2 separate regions of the Gasterosteus aculeatus genome follow, and region 2 is linked to region 1. The links are chromatin contacts, called in public Hi-C maps. All regions are on one chromosome and are shown on one strand. The core of a region is the stretch at or near the end of the contact, and the rest is flanking DNA. Distances in the headings are between cores, read along the strand shown.

Evidence for each region. Hi-C and Micro-C count contacts between places; a contact is called where the count stands out from the background.
Region 2: a contact with region 1 is called in a Hi-C map of whole body, with 3 times the contacts expected there. The contact joins the promoter of tnfsf13b here to the enhancer-like site in region 1. A contact is called at or near these places in 4 of 6 Hi-C or Micro-C datasets (skeletal muscle, tail fin and whole body).

The regions. Positions count from the first base shown.
Region 1 is chr16:8,383,100-8,388,758 of fGasAcu3.hap1.1, reverse strand. col4a1 (collagen, type IV, alpha 1) reads right to left here. Exons shown (of 52, transcript XM_040201012.2): 52 at 3,873-5,454. The coding sequence ends at 5,373. Among protein-coding and RNA genes, the nearest start is that of irs2b, 14 kb to the left of the region's middle. Within about 2 kb of position 3,283, at least 2 of the 9 cell types and tissues checked have open chromatin away from gene starts, as enhancers often do.
Region 2 is chr16:8,508,705-8,514,385 of fGasAcu3.hap1.1, reverse strand. It overlaps tnfsf13b (TNF superfamily member 13b), which reads left to right and starts at 2,767. Exons shown (of 6, transcript XM_078090281.1): 1 at 2,767-3,352; 2 at 3,467-3,578; 3 at 4,067-4,123; 4 at 4,282-4,406; 5 at 4,828-4,978; 6 at 5,221-5,681. The coding sequence starts at 3,062. The coding sequence ends at 5,333. It overlaps abhd13 (abhydrolase domain containing 13), which reads left to right. Exons shown (of 2, transcript XM_040200818.2): 2 at 1-2,484. The coding sequence ends at 129.

The DNA.
Region 1 (5,659 bases), core at 2,034-4,533:
TTCCTCAGGGGTGCGAAGACCGGACCAAGTACAAAGTGTACCGTGTTTCTTTTTTTTTTTTCCCTTCCGTGCTTTAACACTGCAAACGTGAACGGCGTGTACAACCAAGGAACAGTGACGCTTCCACACTCGTGGGCCGCTCTCGCTGTCTGAAAGGCTCTCGTCGGGGAACAGATGCTCTATGCAGATAAAATCATTTATGGAAGACCAGATAGTCACATTCCTGCACTGCTTCTTCCACACGTGAAGCAAGTGTTTGATTCCTGCACGTGTGATCCTGACAGGCAAGATTTTTAGAGGCACGTCGTAATGGCTCAGGATGTAATCTCACACAGTTTTGGCAGTTTTGCCTCCATTTGATATTTTATGATTCTCTTCCACACATCCTCTTTCTCTCTCTCTCTCTCTCTTGGTTTCCAGTTGAAGACATGGACGGTGCATGAATGCCAACCATCTGATGGCACTTACTGTCCAGAAGGTTCGGGCAGGCTGTAACTGTGCAATCTCAACACAATAGTTGTTTCAAACGCTTCTTCCTGCTGCAGCTGTAAGGACACAAATCATGCTCATTCACAGGTTATTTGGGGGTTTCAACAAGAACAAGAACTAGTTTTTTATTAGTTCATAGCGTGTTTGAATAAACCTAGATTCACTCTGTCTGATGCTTGGAATAGCGTTGCTTGGCAACAGCTTGGTCCATATCTACTTCCTGTCAGAAGATCACTTTGAAAACACTTTTTCTTTAGTATTCAATACAACAAGGTAACATTTGGAGTAACGTGCTTGTTTTCTTTATTGCCAAGAGTTGGAGGAGAAAAATCAACTCGAGTGGAATGTCGAATTGTTTTTATGATTTTTATAATGTGTGAAAATTGTTTGTTGTGAGCTTTCCATTGACATTGTTTCTTTTTTCTTTCTGAGTTCTGAGTGTCTTTTAGTTGGATTGTCTTCCCTGTCGAGTTGCTATAAAACAAGGCGCGGCGATGAAAGAATTTGCCTGGTACTGCCGTTCATTTCCGTACTGATTTGCCTATAAATCTACCGGAAGTTACGGAGGGAAGTATGAAGAGTCGTTTATTAGAGTAAGAGAAAAGACAGTTGTGCTGGAATGCCTCCCACAAATTCACTCCCACTGTTCCTCTTCTCCCCACGCACTCTCTGCCACTGTGACGTCCACTCTTCCTTTTCACTCCTCCGCTCGGCTGTGGAGGCGTTCTGGTCTCCTCTCATTCATTCACTACCACACTATTTCCATATTTCTGAGTGGGTACTGTGCATTGGGTGGAAATGCGGAGGAAGAGGAGGCGGAGGAGGAGGGAGCACCATGTTTGGCATCAGACATCCGATCACGCTGAGATCGTGATCAGACGTGAGAGCCAAACTGTACAGATGGAATTATGTCATCTTTGTACATGGGAAATGATCCAGTCCTATTTACCACAAATGTATTCATTACATTTTTTTTTTAAAAAGCACTATAAAGCATTACTAAACAGTTGCACCCTTTATGTCCATATGATGCTGCTACCACTACACATTGTGAGGGGGTCGGTAAACTAGGAGATGTTTTTATTTGATAGTTTAGGACGTGTATATCGAATGCTAAAACTGTTAGCAACTGCTTTTAACGTGAATTAATTCCACAATATCAAGCTTTGTTGTTTTTATCTCCGAGCTGGCAGACTAACGAATAAGTTACCCAACATCACTGCACTGCAGTCATCATTCAAGGCCACATACTCAAAAAGAATGTCTTCAGTCTAAAGAAGTTCTATTAATAACTACTCACTGTGACGGGCTTGTATCCACTGACTACCGCTGTGTATTTTTAAAACAATGTTTTGTCATTTGGGACTAATCAATTGACCAATCAATTTGCGATGTTGAAGACAACATGATTGTTAGGGACAAGAAAAACAACTACTGCCTGTAGCTCAATTCCACAGAGCGGAAATCAAGGTGTCACAAACCTCCACAAGCTGTTGTTTATGTATATTTTTACATTTTAAGCAACATAAATCATGATGAAGTAATACGCAATGCAATAGAAGAATTTCTGTCAATCAGATTCAGAGATTTAAGGATTCAGCCAATCCAGCTGCTTCCATCACCAATTATGCAAAAAAGAAACCTAAAAAATTCAATCATGAAACCGAAGTCTAAAGACTTCAAATGGGCAACTGTCCATGTACCAACCGTGATTGGTTGAGACTATTCTACCCATTAATGAGCTCTACCGTTGGCAGGTGAGGTACCACACTGACTCCAGTCGCATTAACATCAGAATACTAAGTGACTTTTGTTCACAATTTCACCTTCCTTTCAGCATGTTGTGTGTGTCGTGAGGGTGAGAAAGAGACATCGTTCTCTGCCATTAGTTTCTCTCCAATGCTGCAGCTCGCTGTAGCCACTGAAATCAACCTCACATTCTGCTTGGTGTGAAAAAGACACAAAGTAGTAACACACAATCCTTGTGTAACAAAGACAAAGCTGTTTCACTAAAGCCCTCAGTGTGCTCACCTCCGTAGCTCTTATCCCAGACCGATGCAAGCACTGGTTCCTCCGTTCCACTTTGAGGGTGTTTGACCCGTGTGAATTCTGTTCATTTTTGCATTGCGCATTGCTGTGCTGGGAGTTAATCCGTATTCGGGTTTGTGGAGGTTCTGGCCCCTCAGGTTGATCCACTGAGGAAAAAGGTCAGGGTCACACTGACCTCCTGGCACACTCCTACACTGTACCGCGAACACATTCTAAAAAACATGACACATTAGGTTACAGGAATCGAGTCCGGGTCTCATTCGCAGTATGACGTGTTTTAATGAACTTCTAGAAATGTACGGAAGCTTAAACGTATTGCCTTAAAATCTAACCAGCATAATCCCTAATTATCTTAACTTGAGTTCATAAGTCAAGTCTCAATTTAGCACTGTTAGCAAACAACCAATAGGATTAAAATATTTAAAGGTTAATGTTTTGATCTCTAAAGCCCCTTTGAATAAAGCTCAGCGTTGATCGTCACATAGCACTCACGTTGTGCACGTATGTGTGTATCCAGAAATCTATTCTGTTATACCGATACTACAGTCTTTACAGTTATGATTGCCATGATGCATCATCATATGTAAAACTAACCAAATCCCTGTACTTCCTGTAAATACAGATGAAAAATAAAACCCAAACTCATGCTGTCTGTTGTGCTTCACGTTACCCTTAACATGAACCGTGGAGCCGGTGTGTCCTTTACCCTACATGTCGTAGATCTCGGTCGTTAGGCCATTGCTCTCAGTTCTATTTGTTATTTGACATTTTGGCCTTTTGGGTGTTGTCTGGTTATCCAGTATAAGTCCCACTTCAGTGATCTTGTAATGGCCGGTCTGAGGTCAAGGCCTTGTCGGACATGTTTATTAAGAAAGCAAGGGGTCAAGGACTGTCTGTCTGGTGAAAAAAAGAAGGAAACAAGGGATAGGAATCCGGTAATAGATGAAAGACGAGAGTGGAGATGAAAGGAAAGGTTATCTGGTTCTCTGCAGAGCGCATCGATCTGTTTAAATTGTCATGGGGCAAACGAGTTTGTTGGCCACAGTCCTGGCAGAAGTGCTGAGGTATCGGCTGCACCGGCCTGTAGAAGTGTTGGAGCAGAGCCTGCACTTAAATTAGGCTTTAGGAATTTGAGGTTTAGGTTTGCCCGTGGCAGTAAATCCCCCCATAAAAAGGAGAGAGAGCCTGTGAACCACTTGAACGGATCAGCAACTCACCCACAACGTGTGCTGGTGCTGCCCTCTCGTGGCCGGTGCAGAGTACTGTATCCTTACCACACATTTAAAAACATTTGAAACCAACAAGCCGAAATGAAAAATATCACCTCTCATTAATTAAGAAGAAAATTCTACAAATCATTTTATTGCAGGGAGTACACAGTATAGAATCTGGAAAATATAAGGTGTTTACGAATGACTTTTTGTTCCGTGTGTGAGATTATTCGCCAGAATAATCAGGTCTGTTAACACTACTGATACTGTATGTACTCGTGGAGCATTTCATCACAACCAAGCAATGCAAACAAATACAGGTTACGGTCAGTGCTGAAGCTTAAACACAAGAAATAGCTTGCTTGCTAAAGTAGCTCTGAATGGGACGTCTGGTGTCCAAAGGGCCTTCCGCCTGCTGACCGAGACTCACAATCTCCAAATACTGTATATTAACGGATTAATAAAACCCAATCGTATGTTGAGACCTTTTAAAGCATGTCAACCTGCACACATACTTATAAATACAATCCTCCTCGTCCGTCTGGGTTTGACTAATCATCAATCATCCCTCACTCTTTAGAGTTAAATCAACCAAGATAACAAAAGTAATTCAAAAAAGAGCAAGGTAGGTGTTATGTGTAAGTATATATACACGTGCATTTCTTTGGGATCAGACACACAAGCAATTTAACACAACGTTCCGACCGAGCAAAGGTACAGGATTTCTTTTTTTTGGTTCTTTTGGTGCGTCTGTTATGTCAAGGACGGGGTTGTGCAACAATATACATGCAGACAACGCAAAACACGTTTCACCTGCAAGCAGCTCAAATCCATTAATACATGTACATTCACACAATCCCACACACACACACACACACACACAGCACCGATGCTCGTTCAATGCTGTTTTGTTTGTTAGTAAGGCGCTGATGGTCAGACGTTGATACACTGTTTTTGGATCAATGGAATCTCAGGTACACTTAAGTCCAACATATTCTCATAAATCTTATAAATAAAAATGGACTTAATAACACACAAAGTATTTCAATAATAACCTGAGGAGAGTATGTTGGACTATGTTAGAGAGGAATGCATTATATTTACAACACAGTGATAAGTATGTATGTGTGTCGGCAACATTGCGGTGATTTAACGAATGGCAAGCGTGCGTAACCAGTGGTAGGTCCCATCCTGTTCATTAGTATGTATAAACAAGCTAAAATATAGAATAAAATGAGGCTATATCTTTGAATGCTGGGACATTGGAAGGAGAAAGAAGAAAAAAAGAACGGCCGATAAGTAAGATTGTATAGCACCTAACTCAACACAATATGAACACCAGTTTACCAGTTTAGGGGGCGTGTCCTCAGTGCAGTGGCAAACTGGGTGCGATTCTTTACAGACTTGTTGTGATCATGTCGTGTTCTGTATGCAGCAAAAGTCACTCGGTTTCTGTTTGTAGTGTTTAGTCTCCGGCTGTTTTGCAAAGCACATCTCTGTCCCTCCGCTCTCACACACGCAGGGAAATAGCACCATCGTTTGAAGACAGCAAGCCAGGTCGGGGTCGTCAGCGCACACTTTTCTGCTCGCATGTTAGGAAGGAGGACTCTGGAGTTTGGGGGTTTATGTCCTCTTCATACACACAGTACAACGGCTTACGTTTGATCGGAGGTTGCCGGCTTTGAGCGTCGAAGGGACAGGTTTCCTGGAAAGAGGTGCAAAGAAAAAACATTCAAAGTCCGAATCATATATTATCATTATTACCAAGCTCATAATATATAATATATAAGTGTTTCAACAGCAGCTCTGCTGTAAAGATGACACAAAAACATCCCGAAACAAGGAAGACATACGTCTCCTCTCAATCAATCAATTTCATTTCATGCAGAAATTATTGTTTGAAAGAATTT
Region 2 (5,681 bases), core at 1,518-4,017, 130 kb before region 1:
GGCACGCACAACGACACGTGGCAGTGTCAGGGCTACTTTGCTGCTTTGGAGCAGTTCACAAAAGACCTGCTGAAGAGCCACGCGCACGAGGAGAGCGCTCAGCCCTCATCTAGTGTCACCATTATCTGAACAAAATCATTTGATTTGTTGACTTCAAGTGATGAGCCGGAGTGATTGCTGTCAAAGGCTCTTTTATTTGGAAAGAATGTACATTTGCTTCTGTTTTTGTCTGGATTTCACTTTCTTCTGTTTCACTTCCTGTAAATATATCTTTTAACATAATTTGACTATTTCATGGCGTCAAAGGAGGGCAACAAACTTCCCTCATGGCTTATTTTGTGTTGTTGCTATGAAGGCATGTTTATGCCTTTAGACAAATGAAGCCAGACTGCGAGACCTGTCACAACCGCAGACGACTTGCTGTTATCAGGGTCTTTCCTGAGTAAAAACCCCTGGAACATTTGCTCATAGTCTGATGACTATATGAGCCACTACGATATTTCAGTAAATACTGATTTGACTGGAATTGGGAAAAAAAAACACTTGTTCTGGCAACCAAAATAAGACACTGACAATATTTAGGCCTAATCTGTATATATCTCCATGAATACATACCTTTTGTTGTGTTTTACCCGAGTAGGCTAACATCTCCTGTGTAATACCTGAGGAGGATCAGGATGGTTTTTTTCTCTGAAATTGTTGAGGATCATCATTGCATCTTCCTGACAAGACATATTACTGATCAATTTACACATATATGGTTAACTTTCCCCTGTGGTTTGTTGAGGACAATTTTGCTCTTGTGTTTGGTTTTGTTAATAAATGATGGGTGCAGATCTATTCAAGTCTATCTTGGCTCGACACTATAACACATGATCACTTGTATACTGACATATTGCTGCTTGCTGTAATCTTCCTGTCCTTACTGATCTTGACGAAATGTTGGTCACTTCCAAGTCGTCTCTTTAATGCAAAAGAATATTCCAAAGTTGAGCAGAGGACAATATGAGACTTAAGCCGTCTCTGTAAGAGACGAATCAAGTGTACTTTCCCATGTGTTATTGTTCCTCCAGGTCAAAAGAAAATACAGTCCAGAAAATCCTGAATATACATTTTGTGTTGCAAAAAAGCCTTTGAACTGATTTAGATTGAAACTCCCATCGTACAATCCAACATAACCAGGAAAATATTTCTTGATGGCGAGTATAGAGCATAAACAGCAAATTATGTGAATATCTAAAGTAGAAACTTCCTATGAGCATGAATTTCGGGGGAATCTTCTGCAATGAAAAAAGAGTTTGCTGGTATTTTACTTACTGTACTGATGCAGCTAGAAGTGCACCCTTATCCTATCAAATGCAGACAAGATTCCTTCATCTTTTACAATGGTATTCTGCTAAATGAACCTTACATGTGATATTCTGCAGGGCATTTACAATTCAATTGGACCACTTGACACGGAAAGATACTCAATGGTACCATAAATTAAAAAAGAAAGAAAAAGGAGGATCAATAACAGTCATCATACATGCAAGTTTTGGTATTTGAGTATTTTACTAAGATAGTCCTGAAACAAATATCAACATTCTTTAAGAACTTTAGTTTTTGGTGTTAAAGCCTTTAAATGTGAATCTCTTCAGCCATAACTGATTGTTTCTGACGAGTAAGAAAACTGAAACTGAACAAACACATTTGTTTGTCTCTGAGCTTCAAACGGCCTCGAGGCTGCTACGAACCGGTTGTACAGAAAGAAGTGTGCGTTACAAGAAGTAACACATAGATGCTCTTCTCTTCCTCCTCGTGACTTTTCGGCCTCGAGCAGGAAACACGAGTGGGATTTCTCCCAACAAATGGTTGTCATTGTGTAATCTAAGTTCAACCAAAGTAGGATTGAGGCACTCGGCTGCAGATACTTCGTTTTACTCGCTTCTCCTGTGCTCTCGGTTTAAGAAAAGATGCAACTCATCATTCATTTGATTTATTGTTCAGTTGGCTTTAAGAAAAATTATTTCTTTCTTTGATTTTCTTTTCCTATCCAAGTGTATTGATACTGTCTAATGTTGACAAAAAGAAATGGAATCAAAATGAATGTCTTCATTTTTTTAATTTACCGGGTACCCTGCAAATGCACTATGGAACATATTTAATATGTTCTTATGATTGTTAATAGTGAAATGGATGCTGTCCAAAGTGTTGCCATAACTTAGGATTTGCAGGCCGGCATGTGACATGTTGAGTCTGTAACGCACCTGAACAGTGTCGACTATATTTGTGTTCATCTACAATGACTCACAGAAAACACGTGACGAGTCGGACATGTGAATGATTCATCTTCAGTATGAAGCCGTCTGTTTGAGTGATTTTTTTTCCATTTCACTTACGTATGTTTCTTTTCTATTTTAAAACAATGTCGACTTCTTTTGTAAGTGCACATTTTCACTTTCTATTTTCTGTACTGTAAAGCAATAAATTGATACATTGAAATTGCTCGTTCTGTTAGATCTTTATTTTATACAAGCTTTTTAAAAAAATGTTTTTGAACAGTTCTAAACTCATTTATTTAACTTGGCATCACTTCACTTTTTTAAATTCTGAGAATCGCCGTTTGGTTTTGCCGAGTAACTTTGGTACTTCCTTCTTTCAGTTTGCGCCGGCTCCTCTTAACTGTCAAACTCAGACTTGACCCCGCCATGGATAATATGCATTTCTGCCCCCCCATCACCCACCCCCCCCTCCCCTCAACGGACTGTCACTTATCTCACTGCTGTCCTCTCCTTCCTGTTTACGCCCTGCAACAATCAGCCGGCCTGTTTGTTGGCTTGCGGAGAGGCCGCCATGTGTTTACACTCAAAGAGAAAGAGGTCAAAGACCCATCAGGGCAGGAAGCTGTGAGTGTGGTTAGCCGAGCGGAACAGTATAGGGGAAGCTATTTTGCCCCCTTTTTTTTTGTACAGTGTTTCCTCTGCGTAGTCCCACAGACTAAACCGGAACCAGCTACTGGAGGACGAGAGTGAAGCAACACTTAAGAACGCTTGTTGAGGTAAAGCTGGGGACAACATTGATGCCACCGCTTGTAACCCGGGTCAGCGCGGTTCGGTGTGCGTGCGTGAGCACTCGGGAGACTTTTGTCATGGGCCCGGCGATGGCCGCTCTGGCGGGGAACGGGCAGAGGACAGGTGAAGGCAGGCTGTCCTGGCCGGTGTTCCTGCTGACGCTGGCTGCCGTCACCACCTCCTCCCTGTCGGCCCTGTCGCTGTACCAGCTGGTGGCCCTCAGGGCGGAGGTGGAGGGACTCAAATCGGAGCTGGGCCGCAGGAGAGAAGAGGGCCGGGAGGCCGAGCACGCGGCCCAGGTGAGCGACGGCGAGTCACCGAGGACGTCCTCGCCCGCGCGGATTCGTGGAGACGCGTGGTAACGTTGTTCGTTAGTTTTTCCCCCCCACACACACTTTGTTGTGTCTTTTCAGACTGAGGATGTCAGTGGGGGAAACAGCCAGGAGTCGCTGCACCAACCTGGCCCTCGACACGCCGTCCCCCCGACGAGGAAGAAAAGATTGGTGCCTGGATCAGAACCACTTAGTAAGTCTGAAAGGTCGCTGTGAACATGTGCTGCAGGAACCGGCTTCTTTTAGTTTGAATAGAGTGAAGATTAGTGAGGGTTTTTTTTCAAAACCATGAGTCATTCTGAAAAAGCTTTCCAGTGTTTAATGTGGTGATTAAGTTCTTTAATCCATTCCTTATTCTCATGATATTTTGTATGCCAACATTTTCCGTTCGATTATTTATATTGCTCAAATGAGCTTCACAATTTGTACGGACCCTGCAGAAAAGGAAGGAATCCCTCCCACGAATGCCACTGTAGACAAAGCTGAGTCGGATGACCTGATGACCACTTAAAACTTAAAGTCTCTGATGCTCGACCATCAGCTCAAGCCACTTAATAGTGCAGTTTGTCAATGGAATATGGCCCAGAAAAGGGAAAAAGAGACCAACATGGGAAAAGCAGCATGCAGATTGTAAGGAACCCTGTGACCCGCATGAACATGTTCTTGTATATTTTCTTACAGTTGCTCAGCCTTGCTTGCAGTTGTTGGCAAACAATAGCCGGAGAACCTTCAGGAAAGGTGCAGTATTTCTTGTCCTTTTTTTTTTTTTGCTGATAGTGAATTTCATATTCGCTTTGGACCGATCACAGTTAGAACTTATTTGTATGAATTAAATGCAATGCAGTCGTGATGATTTGACGCGTTCCCTGATGGACTCGTTGTTTTCCCGGGTGCAGAATATAACTCTGAGCCGCACACGGGGATCCCCTGGCAGGCCGGTCTGAGGAGGGGCTCGGCCCTGGAGGCCGATGGGGACAGCATGCTGGTCAGAGAGGAGGGCTTCTACTTCGTGTACAGTCAGGTCAGTCCGTCTCGGTCGCGTCGTTCCACCGACTCTCCACTCGAAGGCGCTGCTGCTCCGCTCGCCACCATCTCGCACACCGGGGGAGGAGGGGGGGGGAGTGTCTATCACACATTGCAGGGGGGGGGGATGATGTGCTCGATTCCAAGCGCGCAGTGGTTTAACAGACCTTGAAGAAAGGTCAGATAAAGAGGAAATGCTAATGATGTATGCATAATAAATGATGTACCCCTCACCTGACTGTCTCTCCGCGTTAACCTTTAGGCACTATAATTATGACAGGCCATATGGTCCTTTTTTTTCTATAAATGTCTCAGAAAATGTCCTTTTTTGTGAGTAGTTGTCATTATTATATGTTGCAAGTGCTTAAAATCCTTTACCTCACTGCATAGATTGAGCCCAGTGTTTGTGACGTGCTCAGGTCTACTACATGGACAGCACCTTTGCAATGGGTCACGTGGTGATCCGGAGGAAGAGGAATGTGGTGGGAGACGAGCCTCAGTATGTGATCTTGTTCCGCTGCATCCAGAACATGAACCCCGTCCACCCTTACAACACCTGCTACACAGGAGGCGAGTTATTGTTTGTGTCGAGCTGTGCTCACCCGACTTTACAGCAGCTGTTACGGGGGGTCAGCCGCTGTTCTCTAGTCAAGCTTTCAAGCGAGTGTCTGTGTGTCTGTGTGTGTGTGTGTGTGTGTGTGTGTGTGTGTGTGTGTGTGTGTGCACGCGTGTGTCAGTGGTTGTGGGATTGTAGCAAGAAGAAAAAAAGAGGAATTGCAGTTCAACATCTAATGTGCATTTGAATTGCTCAGGTATTGTGAAGCTGGAGGCCGGGGACCACGTGGAGCTGCTGATCCCTCGGTCCACAGCCAATGTGTCCCTGTTCGGAGACACCACCTTCCTGGGGGCTGTCAAATTGGCTTAAAATGCGTCACCCGATTTTGGGTCCGGAGGAACACTGTGGCGGTGGGGTTAGGGGCCGCGATGGGAGAGAGAGCGACGCAGCGCCGGGACGGTGACCTCGTCTGACTTTGGCTGACGTGAATCTGTGAGGTGAGAAGAATACAGAAAGCAGCCATTTCTGTTACGGCTGAGCGAGAGACTGAGCAGGCTGCGCCGCCCGAGGGCACACGAAGGGGACTATCAGTCGATGGCACGGCGTTTACTCTTCAAATACATGTAGCTACTAACTGTATTATGCTCATTTCTAAGAAAATCAAGTACTTTACCTTCAAATAATCCCTGAGACGTGACTTGTACTTGTGTCATTCTC